Linked DNA regions of Sus scrofa: regions 1, 3 and 4 are each linked to region 2. The links are chromatin contacts, called in public HiChIP or PLAC-seq maps. All regions are on one chromosome and are shown on one strand. Each heading gives the region's core, a stretch centred on a gene start, on an enhancer-like site or on the middle of the called end of the contact. The rest is flanking DNA. Distances are from core to core; before and after follow the strand shown.

Evidence for each region. HiChIP or PLAC-seq counts read pairs in DNA pulled down with a chosen protein or histone mark.
Region 1: a contact with region 2 is called in an H3K27ac HiChIP or PLAC-seq map of alveolar macrophages. The contact joins two enhancer-like sites. A contact is called at or near these places in 1 of 47 Hi-C or Micro-C datasets (embryonic fibroblasts) and 1 of 2 datasets of contacts at active chromatin or transcription factors (alveolar macrophages).
Region 3: an H3K27ac HiChIP or PLAC-seq map of alveolar macrophages shows a contact between it and region 2. The contact joins two enhancer-like sites. A contact is called at or near these places in 1 of 5 promoter capture datasets (liver), 8 of 47 Hi-C or Micro-C datasets (embryonic fibroblasts, heart right ventricle, liver and 4 more) and 1 of 2 datasets of contacts at active chromatin or transcription factors (alveolar macrophages).
Region 4: an H3K27ac HiChIP or PLAC-seq map of alveolar macrophages shows a contact between it and region 2. The contact joins the promoter of HEPACAM2 here to the enhancer-like site in region 2. A contact is called at or near these places in 1 of 5 promoter capture datasets (liver), 14 of 47 Hi-C or Micro-C datasets (alveolar macrophages, embryonic fibroblasts, epiblast stem cells and 9 more) and 2 of 2 datasets of contacts at active chromatin or transcription factors (alveolar macrophages and skeletal muscle).

The regions. Positions count from the first base shown.
Region 1 is chr9:73,884,033-73,886,846 of Sscrofa11.1, reverse strand. All of the region lies in intron 3 of LOC102163402 (a long non-coding RNA gene), which reads right to left. Among named protein-coding and RNA genes, the nearest start is that of BET1, 93 kb to the right of the region's middle. Within about 2 kb of position 1,521, at least 16 of the 83 cell types and tissues checked have an H3K27ac peak or open chromatin away from gene starts, as enhancers often do. A contact at or near this core is called in alveolar macrophages, where this site is marked.
Region 2 is chr9:73,385,639-73,388,579 of Sscrofa11.1, reverse strand. All of the region lies in intron 1 of CALCR (calcitonin receptor), which reads left to right. Among named protein-coding and RNA genes, the nearest start is that of CALCR, 16 kb to the left of the region's middle. Within about 2 kb of position 1,644, at least 2 of the 83 cell types and tissues checked have an H3K27ac peak or open chromatin away from gene starts, as enhancers often do. A contact at or near this core is called in alveolar macrophages, where this site is marked.
Region 3 is chr9:73,005,702-73,008,550 of Sscrofa11.1, reverse strand. No RefSeq gene overlaps it. Among named protein-coding and RNA genes, the nearest start is that of HEPACAM2, 68 kb to the left of the region's middle. Within about 2 kb of position 1,455, at least 3 of the 83 cell types and tissues checked have an H3K27ac peak or open chromatin away from gene starts, as enhancers often do. A contact at or near this core is called in alveolar macrophages, where this site is marked.
Region 4 is chr9:73,073,558-73,076,352 of Sscrofa11.1, reverse strand. HEPACAM2 (HEPACAM family member 2) reads left to right here and starts at 1,481. Exons shown (of 10, transcript XM_021102395.1): 1 at 1,481-1,536. It overlaps VPS50 (syndetin), which reads right to left and starts at 1,475. Exons shown (of 28, transcript XM_021102384.1): 1 at 1,315-1,475. The coding sequence starts at 1,407.

The sequences.
Region 1 (2,814 bases), core at 272-2,771, 500 kb before region 2:
CTGCCCTTCCTCCTGCCTCTTCACCCAGTGAGTACCTCATGCATGTCTGACACGCAGTGTTTGTAAGCTGTGATTATGGAGAAGAGATGTGTAGTGGTGTGAATCTGAAAGGGCTTACTAGTCACGAGAAGTGCTGCTGGAGAGTCAGGGATGAGGGCTGGGAGAACATTCTGGTCAGAAAAAAAAATATATGTGTGTGTGTGTGTGTGTGTGTGTGTGTGTGTGTGTGTGTGTGTGTGTGTATACACATATATATATGTGCAAGTCCAGGGTCATATAATCTCTGCCTAACTTTCCTGTGCTCACTGACTCCCACCTCATCCAGGCATTTTGAGGGGGGATTTCCACACAGGTCCTTGAGAATAAGATTTCCCAGCTAAAAATAGCTTATTGGTCCCCTAACTGCTAAGGAAACCTCTTCTTCTTGCTTCCTTCCCTTCCTCTCATTCTCCTAACTTTTTCACTTCTAACCTTTGCCCCATTCCTTTGTGTCCTGTTTCCCCTTTCCTTTGCCCTAAGTTCCCCATGCCATCCTTATCCTCACAGACTAAGGGGACAGGGCATGGGGGGGTCATCGAGGTTTTCCATACACCCAAGTGCTTTGGAGTTGGTCTTCTGTATGGCTCTCCTGACTCCCTCTCTTCTCTGTGCCTGGCATAACAGAAGCTCTGAGAGTCAACGTGGTTGCAACATGACATAAGTGTGAGTCAAAAATGTTCATTTTCCACCTTCGTATTTTGCCTCTGCAAAATGTAAACCTTTCCTCGTTCACCTCACCACCACCCCCTAAAAATCTGCATCAAGCTCACGTGCATCTTCAACTCTCTCCTCTTTAACTGCCCCAAATGGAACTTTCCACAGTGTTTTGGCTTCCCTGAAGGTCTGAGGATCTAGTGCATGGCTTTAGTTTTATAATAAAAGGGTGATAAAATGTCTTTTTTTTTTTTTTTTCACCTTCTCCGCCAGCTTGTTCAGATTTGGCTCTCTTATCTTCCCTTGTATCTTAGTAAGATTTCCCTCCAGACATTTCTTTAAATGACTTGACAATAACCCTGCTATCTTCTAAGAACCTAACATCACTTTGGCTGCTTTAGAAAAAATGTGTCTGTTTTTCCATCTCATTAAGAAGCATCTTGCAATCTCTCTGAAAACACAAGAAAGGGATACACAGAGGGCCTCCCAGAATATGAAAGTCCCATTGAAATTAAATACAGCCCATTAGTGTTTTTTAATGACATCAAAGTGTTATCCATGCATTTAAAATATGTTCCATTTTGTTTGGGATATGGGTAGGGTATGATGTAAAAGCAAACATATTTGCTTCTTGGTTTATCATAGGAATCAGAAAAGAAGAGGAGAAAAGGGAAGAAAGGATGGCTCTGATTCTTTTAATCTCAGGTTATTTCTGAAATGACAAAATGATCTTTCAACATTCTCAGGACTCTCTTCCTGTTGCGACTGTTTCGCTGCTCTCAGGGGTGACTTGCCCAGGAAAGCATCCCTTTCGGTCTCTGTGGCTACCAAGCTGAGGCAGACATGGCCACAAGGTGTCACTATTGCTAAAATAGATCTCCACCTACAGATTCTGAAGTGATTATCCATCTATAATGTAGCTTTCCTTTTGTTCTAAGTAGGGTCTTTGGGAGAGGCACTTTTTGATCGGCAGTTATTAGTTGCCTCCTTCACTTCAAACACATTGTGACCCTGAGTGAGGCTCGGGTTTCTAATCTGGAAATTGGATAGAAGAAAACAATTCCTGTTTTTTAGAAAAGTTGTCAGCTTTAAAGTAGAAAACCTTGTATAGGTGAGTTTCACAGGCAGCACTGAGTAAGCTCTCAACAAAGGTTAGCTCCCTTAACTCAGAAGTGAGGGATTTGCTTGGCTGGTAGGAGTGGGCGAGAGGCTGGTACGTTTTGAGGCTGCCTTCCTTCCTACCGTCCTTCCTTTCTTTCAATTTTAAAGCTGCAAAACACCATCTGGTACAGAGTTCTGGCTATTGTTAACAGCCATGCCATTTAAAAATCATTTGAGAAAAGCTAAATACTATAGCTTCCTCTGACAGAGTCAAAATAGTAAAGTCATATTAAAGTATCTAAGGGGTCCTGTTATAAAGAAACCTGTCTAATTGGTCTCTTTTGTTGAACCCAAAGTTCCCTAAATTTCTTTGAGACAAGAATTTTTTTTATTATCATCCGGACTCGGAAACTTTAGTCTGGATTAAGTTCTTAGTTTGTACAGATGAGAAAAGAGAAACCCAGAGAGTAAGGTTTGGTTCACAAAACACATCTTGGAAGGGGCAGAGATGGTCTGGAAGCCCTGCTGTGTTAGAGTGGTTTTTACCAGCTCACAAGAACCAGTTGTGCTCATTTCTTTCCAATCTTGTGTTTAGTGATAACCAGGTTAGCTTGCCTGACATGCAGCAAGCCAGAGGCTGAGAGGCACGGGTTTACAGCCAAGGACGAGTTGATTCACAAGTCAGCCGAGCAAGGAGATGAGAGAACAAATACCAGAACTGCCTCCCTGAAGGTCAAGGGGTTGGGATATTAATGGGATGAGCAGGACGGTCTTAGGAGTAGGGAAGGTGACTGGAGGCAGGGAAGGGGAGGAAACAGCTGTCCTGCACAGGTGCTCTGGGCCTTGTGCATTCAACATGGAGGTGCTTAGCATGACCCAAGGGTGGGGTTCCCAGCCCTCACATCGAAAGGCCATTCATTGGACATCAGGCCCAGTTTTAGGGCCTGTTTTAGGCTCAGGGGTCTCAACCAGTCCCCAGACAGCCTGCACAGGGCAGGAGTTAACTCCAAGTTCCTATGA
Region 2 (2,941 bases), core at 395-2,894:
CTTGCAGATTTTCCCAAGATCAAGCCTTATGCTAGTGAGTACCACTTCCTAGTTTGTAAAGAATTTTCAAGAAAGCAGGTTACACTTAAAATGATATCAGTGAATAAATGTATTGCACTCCTCATATACAGAACACCTAAGCTTCAGGTGAGTAGAGCACATACTGTCTAGGAAGTGCTATCACCTTCAGTATCTCATTTGATCTGCACCCAACACTCCTTGATTCTGTGCATACTTTAAAACGTACAATAGGGTATACTGCTTATTAGTATTGGTTGGCCTCTCTTATCCTCGATTTCCTTTAGAGAAGGAATTATATCTATCTTAAAGGATTATTTCATGGATTTTATATAAAGTAGGAAAAGTGCCCAGCATGACACAAGATATACAACGGTTAGGAATTGCTATTTTATAATTATTTTGATCCTCATTTTACAGAAGAGAAAACTCAGATTAAAACATGAGTGGAGTTCCCCTGTGGCTCAGGGGATTAAGGACCCAACATTGTCACTGCAGTGGCTCTGGTTGCTGCTATGGCACAGGTCCAATCCCTGTCTCAGGAACTTATGAATACCACTAGTTGGAGTGGGGGGCATGGATAGCAAAAGTAGCCTATTTAGTTAAGTGCTGAAGTTGGGGCTTGATCCCCATTCTGTTCCCATCCCAAAGCTTCTCTTGGTTACCCCTCACCTACAATTTTATGTGAATCTCAAAACTTTTCACTCTCCCACACCACAAATCCAATAATGGCAAAAACCTGAAAAATCCCATTGATTTAAATGTGCCTCCATCATTCTGTAGATGTGTTTTAGATGATGCTGTCCATATGGGCACAGCACATAAACTTCTCAGTAGGAAAATCAGATAAAATCAAAATGATTTATTGTATATATCTATCCAATAAAAGTAACATTAAAACGAATACAAGTGGGAATGGAAATTATAAAGATCACTAGATGATATGAAAAGTGAGATCTTGCAGTGTATAAAAGAGGCAGTAGCTGAAGGTCATCAGTTTAATGAGAAGATAAAATTTGAAAGTGGACCTGTGATTTTTATTTCTATAAAGAATACCTCATTGTGTGACAAGTGCATATTAGCAGATATGTCTTCCTAAATTATGACACTAATACAGTGTGTTGTTTGTTTTTTATTTAAATTACCCGAAGAGCACCTTTATCTCCCTCGAATAGAGCTAGCTTTAATTGTCAATAGAAGATTAGAAAAAAGTAGACATTTCACTGATTCCTTAGGCAAAAGCTTTGTTTTCATCATAATCCAAAGAATAAGAAGGTTCTGTCTTTTTAAAGAGAAAGGAGAAGTATGACATATTTCAGTCCTGAGCAAGCAAATGAGGAAGGAAAGCCAATTCCTTTTCTTTTCTTTCAGAGGGGTTTTCTCTTAATATAGCACACACTAATTTAGAGTTCCATCTCTCGTTTTCAGTTCATCAGTGATCTAGATCTTAAATAGCTGCTTCTAATATATTCAGAGACATATGTATACTGAACATACACTATGTTGTTGTGAGAATAAATGTCTTGAACGTAAAGCAGTTAAGGGTTACTAAGTTTCATATCTTCCTGTGATTTGGATGCAGCTTTGCAGCAGAGACCTTGTCACATGTGTGTCAGCCACCAGACAGAGACGATAACAAGGCTGGACCTCCAAAGGGAAGTTAAGAATTGTACAAGAGACAGCAAGACCAGTGAGAGTATGAGATAATGTTTGAGAATCTCACTGTTTTAGGAAAATGGCTTGAAAATATGTATATTTAGAGACCAACATATTTGTTGAAAGATTAGCCTTGCTCTTTTAAAAGTAATGAGTGGAAATATTCAAAATGTATTTTTTAAGTGCCCAGGTATCTTGCCAGAAATTCACCACTGCTCCTAAAAGTGAGAAGGGGAAGAAGTCACAGCACTTAGTTTTGAAGCTTGCAGGTTTCTTTCAAGTAATAAAAATATTTTAGATGAAATAATCAACTTGACTAATACCAATAAGTCATTTTGCTAAGCCCCAAAAGGGCAAAGGCCTTGCTTGGTACATAACTCATCAGAGAGTAGAAGTCATTTCTTTTTTTTTTTTTTTTTTGTTTTTATTCTCATCACTTTTTTTAAATCTTTTTTTTTTTTTTAGTAAGAATCCTGACAATCCACTTTCTTAGGAAATTTCAAGTATATAATACAATATTTTAAATTGTAGTCACAATACTGTGTGTTGAAAGGTGCTTCTTGTGAGGCAAGCTGTAGGAAACTGATCAGCCCAGTTCTCTGGGCAGCCAACAGGAAAACTGATTTGTTGTCTTAGGGCATGGAGTAGGGAATAGAAAAGTTTTAGTTTGATAGCATCCAATTAAGCAGGTCTGCCCTGTAGACTGTGTGTGTGAATCTTGCTAAAATGTACTACAGAAACATACCTAATTTGCCTACCAGTTTTTAAAGTTACAACTTGCTACTTTAGTAATATATTTTCTCAAATAATTTTCTCAACTCCTCTTTTATACTCTTTTATTCCATGTCATGGAAGTTGATGTCCTTTTTTTTTTTTTTTTTAACTGCCTATCTCCACTTGCTACACTCAAGAAGTAGTTCTCAAACTTTAGCCAGCAATAGAATCCTTTTGAGGGCTTAGTGAAATGGATTGCTGGCCCCACCCAGGGTTTCTGGTTTAGTCTAAGGTGGGGCCTGAGTATTTACATTTCTATTAAGTTCCCAGATGATGCTGGTGCTGTTGGTCTAGCTATCAAGCTCACAAATACCTCCCGGGCATCCCTTTTAACACACTGTCTTCCTCTTCTCTTCCATAATTCAAGAGTTTTCAGTTTGACTACTTCGAGCCCACTACCATCCTGCCTTATATCAGCCCCAGCATTTTCTGGCCAGGGTCAACAAAGCACCAACCATCATATGATTGCATTTTGAGTGAAGGATTCCAGATT
Region 3 (2,849 bases), core at 206-2,705, 380 kb after region 2:
TTTTACACCATCTGTTACCCTTTTCTTCTTTTCTGTACCTTCAGTCTTTCCTATCAATGAATTGTGTTCCACCAGCTTTAAAATGTACTTGTGTCTGATATCCAAAATAATGATAATAATAATTCCTCAGTCAAACCCATACCCTCTACCTCTTCACTTCTAGCAAACTATAATCTTATATCCATCTCTCACCTCACAGTCAAGCTTTTTAATTTCTAAATTTTTCATACCTCCTATTCAGTCCTTAACTCACTCCAATCTGGTATGTACCCCTATCACTCTATTAAAAGAGCTCTCTGTAAAATCACCAGTGACCTCCAGGCTACTAAACATGGACTTTTTTCAGTATTCATTGTCATGTCTCAACAGTAGTCAACACTATTGACCAATGCCTCCTTCCTGAAACACTCACTACTCTTGGCTTCCCCCACTTCTCTAGACTTTTCTCTGTTTCTTCTGCAGCTCATCCTCCTATTCTTGGCCATTAAATATCTAGCTCAGTTTTTGACCCTCTTCTCACTCCTTAATCTCTTCCCAAGCAATTCTTTATAGCTATGTTTTCAATTACCACCTATATGCAAATGATTGACAAACCCTAAGACAGTACTTTTCCTCTGAGTTCCAGGAATACAGTTGAAAAACATATATTTCTTCATTTTTTAGAGACATCTAAGGTATCTCAGCTCTGTTTAACCAAAACCTAACTCACGATTCTTCCTTCCAAATTTATCCTCTCTGTGGCCTCTTTCAGTCTTATAAATGGTCCCAACACCAATCTTACTGTACAAATCAAATGCTAAAGATCATCCTTGATGTTTCCCTCTCCTTCACCATGTACATTTAATCCATCTCCAGGCTCTGTTGCTTCTACTTCCTACCTCTTAAATCCATTTTTGCTCCATCTCCACCACCATATCAAACCAGGTCAACATTACCTCTAGTCTACGTTACAGCAATAATGCCTTATTACTTTCAATAGTCTTAAGAGATTTATTTATCTTTACTCAATCTATGTACCATTTTTTTTAGTAAATTCAATAACTCGGACTTCTATGCAACTTTGGATAGGAGTGGTGAGAGAGGACATCTTTGCCTTGTTCTTGATCTCAAGGAAATCGTATCCAGTTTCTTACCATTAAGTCGTATTAGTTCTTGGTTTTTTGTAGATGTTCCTTAACAAGCAGAGAGACTTCTCTACTACACCTAGTTTTCTGAGAGTGTTTATCATAAATAGAAGTTGGATTTTGCCAAATGCCTTTACTCAATTGATATGGTCATATAAAATTTTTTTTTATCTGCCCACTGGGCAGATTTCTCTTTACTATTTTTTGTCAAGGTTACTGTTGAGTGTTGCTCTAGTGTGGTAATAGTTCATTTTTAGTTAGTGCCAATATATTGAGCTGACTCATCTGTGAACCAAACCTTATCTTCTACTTTTTCTCTCAGTTGGTCATGAAAAATCCCCATGACATCATAAGTATAATTTGAGGGAGAGGCAATAGTGCAACTGAGAGAGATGATGTGGAATTCTGGGCCTGTTTCTGAGACTGATGGGCCATTTCTTCGATTACTCGTGAGACCTCTGGACCTGCTGAGATATGACCTAAAGGTACCATTCTAGCATTTGAAAGAGTGCTGTTGCCCAGCTTAACCTCATGGTTCATTGACTCCGATAACACATAGCTTGGGTTGTAAAACTGAGTCATTTGACATCACGTGGTCAGAAGTCTCTAGGGGAGTTCCCATCGTGGAGCAGTGGTTAACGAATCCGACTAGGAACCATGAGGTTGCGGGTTCGATCCCTGCCCTTGCTCAGTGGGTTAACGATCCTGCGTTGCCGTGAGCTGTAGTGTAGGCTGCAGACTCGGCTTGGATCCTGCGTTATTGTGGGTCTGGTGTAGGCCGGTGGCTACAGCTCCGATTGGACCCCTAGCCTGGGAACCTCCATGTGCCGAGGGAGCGGCCCAAGAAATAGCAAAAAGACAAAAAAAAAAAAAAAAAAAAAAAGAAGTCTCTAGGGCTTCTTTTCAGAAATCAAAAGCCCTGCTGTTATAAGAATCCTGGGGAACATATAATGTGCCTCTCCTTTTAGGCCTTTTGAGGGACCCCATGGAACATTTTTACCCACAATGGACACTGCTAGCATTATGAGATCTGCAGGATTGTGCGGCCTTACACCATGGTTTGGATCTTCTGCAGAGCTCTTTCTTCCTCTAGACTCTGCAGACCAAGAGATCCCTAAAATTTTCATCAGTGTGACAGACCCCTGATTTTGCAGTGTATCTTCACCTTCTGGCATATGTTTTTCTTACTAAGAAGTCCAAATTATTTCCTGTACACTAAGTCCATTTGGCATGATGTTATCAACATAGTTAGTAAGTATGAATCAAGCTGCTGTGAACATTCTTATACATGTCTTTTTGTAGACACTTGCATTTTTCTTCCTTGAATAGACCAGAATGTTCAGCTTAAGTAGACAAAGTTTTCCAAGATGGAGATATATATATATATATATATATATCTCCATCTCCTCACAATCAGTGTATAAGAGTTCCATTTACTTGATCTCAATATATATGTATGGTCTAATTTATCAAAAATTTCCTTTATCATTAGCACTTTTCATATCCTGCTTAAGAAATTTTGCCTATCTTCATAGTCTCCTGTGTTTTTTTCTCGTCTTTTTTTTCTTTATTTTAAATATTTATAGTTTTGAGAAACATTGCTGAATTTCTCTCATTTACATTTCTACAGTATATGGGTTAGCTTGTTTTCCCACACCTTCCCCAACACCAGGTATTAAATTTTTTCAATTTGGCAACAGATATGAAAAAAGTGATATTTTATAC
Region 4 (2,795 bases), core at 232-2,731, 310 kb after region 2:
TGTTATCATTCCTATTTTCTTTAAAATAAATACTGAAAAAAATTAGGTAACTTGCTCAAAGTCACACAGCTACTACAGGATGGAGCAGGACCCAAACCCATCTTCAGGTACGAACCCATACTCAACAAATATGAGGGGCTTCTAAATGTTACTACCTACTTACTTAAATCTTTTATTATTCACAGACTTCTTAATTTTATTTTTTTTCATGATATTAACAGTAGAATTTGACAGAAGTAAAATAATCATATAGGATTCTTGTATTCTTCACCAGAGATCTACAATGTGTAACCTATTCGGATATCTCTCAATTCTGAACTAGGAAATAAGAATTTAATTTGGAGCTTGCAGGCTTTTTTTTTAATCAACAATAAAAAAACCTCGTAAATGAACCTTTCACTAAATGATTATCCTCCACATTTTCCTAAGTTCTCAAAACCACATTGACTTAAAACTCTAAATTACACTTCTCTCATATAAATATAATAAAGAATAGCCAATTGTAGTAAAAAGAGTTGAAATAAAGGTATCTAAAGTCAAACCATAATCAAAAAGCACATAAAAGTACATTTCTGCCACTTCTTACATGAAAGAAGCTGACACATTATTAGGAAGTCTCTAACTTTTATGAAATGAGATAGAAAAGAGCCAAAGGTTTTATTCATGAATTAGGATTCTGGCGAAAAATAAAAGATCATTATTTTAACATGACATGGATTTTTTTTAAAGTATTATTTCGCATATACTAACTTACTGATGAATCCCCTAACAAAACTGTGAGACAAGATGAACAAAAATAATTATCATTCTCACTTTCACATCCGGAAATTAAAGCTACTAGGTTTAGGGACTTGCTCAAAGTCATAAAACTACCAATTCTATGTTCAAATTATCCTCTTTTTTCACTCTTTTCAGCCATCTCTATTACACAGACCTCACTTCCCTACCCAGGCCACCTGCTCACAGCCTACAGGCAGCCTGGACAAAAGAAACTCTGCAGGATAGACAGGGCTGTCACTGTAAAGTTGGCAAAAGGGAGAAGCGGGGGCGGGGGGGGGAGAGGCAAAAATAGCCTCTGACTCCCACATTGACCTTGTCTAAAGAAATGTTTCTGGGTCACCGGGACCCGCCTGATCAGGGCTCCAAATACGGCCGCTCGTCTGAGCTTTCCAGAGTGTGCCCAGGCTTTCTAATGCCTCTGCCACCTGCCACCACCTATAACTTAGGTCTCTGCCTGCCGCGGCCCAGGGACACAACATCCCGGTTCCTCTCCCAACGGAGAAAGAGGCCTTTGCTTCAGCCCCTTCGACTTACCTGTCGGGTCATTAGAGATTTGATTTTTTGCATGTCGGAACCGCGAGGGTATACCCTGCCGCAGAGAATTAACAAATCACTCAGCACCACCATACAGCTGGCCCCGACACAAGGAAGCCATAGTGAGTGGTCACGTGGAGCTGCCAACTCCGGGTCTCCTTCCTTTCCTCGAGCATGCTGGGAACTGCAGTCTTCCGGCCCCCGCCGGTACCTGCAATGGAGGTGAGAGGAAGGCCCAGGTACTACATTTCCCGGCACGCAAAACAGCTGACTCCGAGGTTAAACCAACAAATCTTGTTCCTCTGAGTGACGGCGATGGTCGCCGGTCTTTAAAGAGGTACTTGGCCTGAGGTAGCTCTTCCTCGGCGAGGCGAAAACCTACTGGGTGACCAAGTATTGAGCGACAGGAACAAACACTGAGAAGACGGTATTATAAACCAAACTGACGCGATTCCCCCTAGGAGTGAAATGGAGGAAACCCTACCTGGTCTAGAGGGGCGGGGTCGGAGGACGAGAGGCTGACGCGAAGGGACGGGGAAGCTAGGGAAAGCACGCTCCAAGAAGTGACCTGAGAACTTAGCACTCCCCAGGTAGCGCTGGATCCGGCCTGAGGAAAAGTGTGGTCCACGTTGTCCAGTAGGCCGCTGTCCAGAGTTAGGACTGTTCTTCCTCAGTCCTAGTGTTGGCATCCACTGCAGAACACCAAAACCACAGGCTTTAACACCCACCTATCAGTTTGCCACCTGTGTCATCTAAGGAAAGGCAAGATGGAAAATATAACAATAATAACCAGTATAAATGTCACTTGAGCATCCTCTTTTCAACTTTCAGCAATTTATTTAAAGTGAGGAAAGGAATAGGGGAGTCGTTTGGAGTTCAATTTAAAAACCAACTTTCTAATTATGAGAATACCAGAAAAAAAGCTACTGAGAGCTAACAGTAATAGCTAACATTTGTTGAGAGCTTACATGACAAAAACTCTAATAGTTTTACATATGGTATCTCATTTATCCACACATCCTTCTTCTGGGTATGGTACTATTTTACCCATTTTCAAAATGAGGAAACTAAAGTATGGAGTAACTAAGCAACTTGCCTAAGATTACTGCAGATGTGCAAGCAGAAACAGGACTGATTATCCAGATGTTTTAAGTAAGGGTTTCATGTATGGTGTTGAAGAGTGGGTCCTAAAGTGTGATACTAATGATTTTTTAAATTTTGCATCTGTTTTCATTAATGTTTATTAGGAAAAAAATAAGACACAGACCTGTGGTTTGAAAAATATGTCTTAGGACAACTAAAGAAATGCTAAAAGTGTGCCTAACTAATGAAAAATATTAGATAAACAGTAGTATGGGTGGTGGTCAGATATGGCAAAAATAATAAAAGTGGTTTGCAAGTGACTGTAGTTTGGGGACACTAAAATAGAGGTTATTTACAACTCTGAAATTCTATTTGATCGCTCAGAATCTTATTTTTAC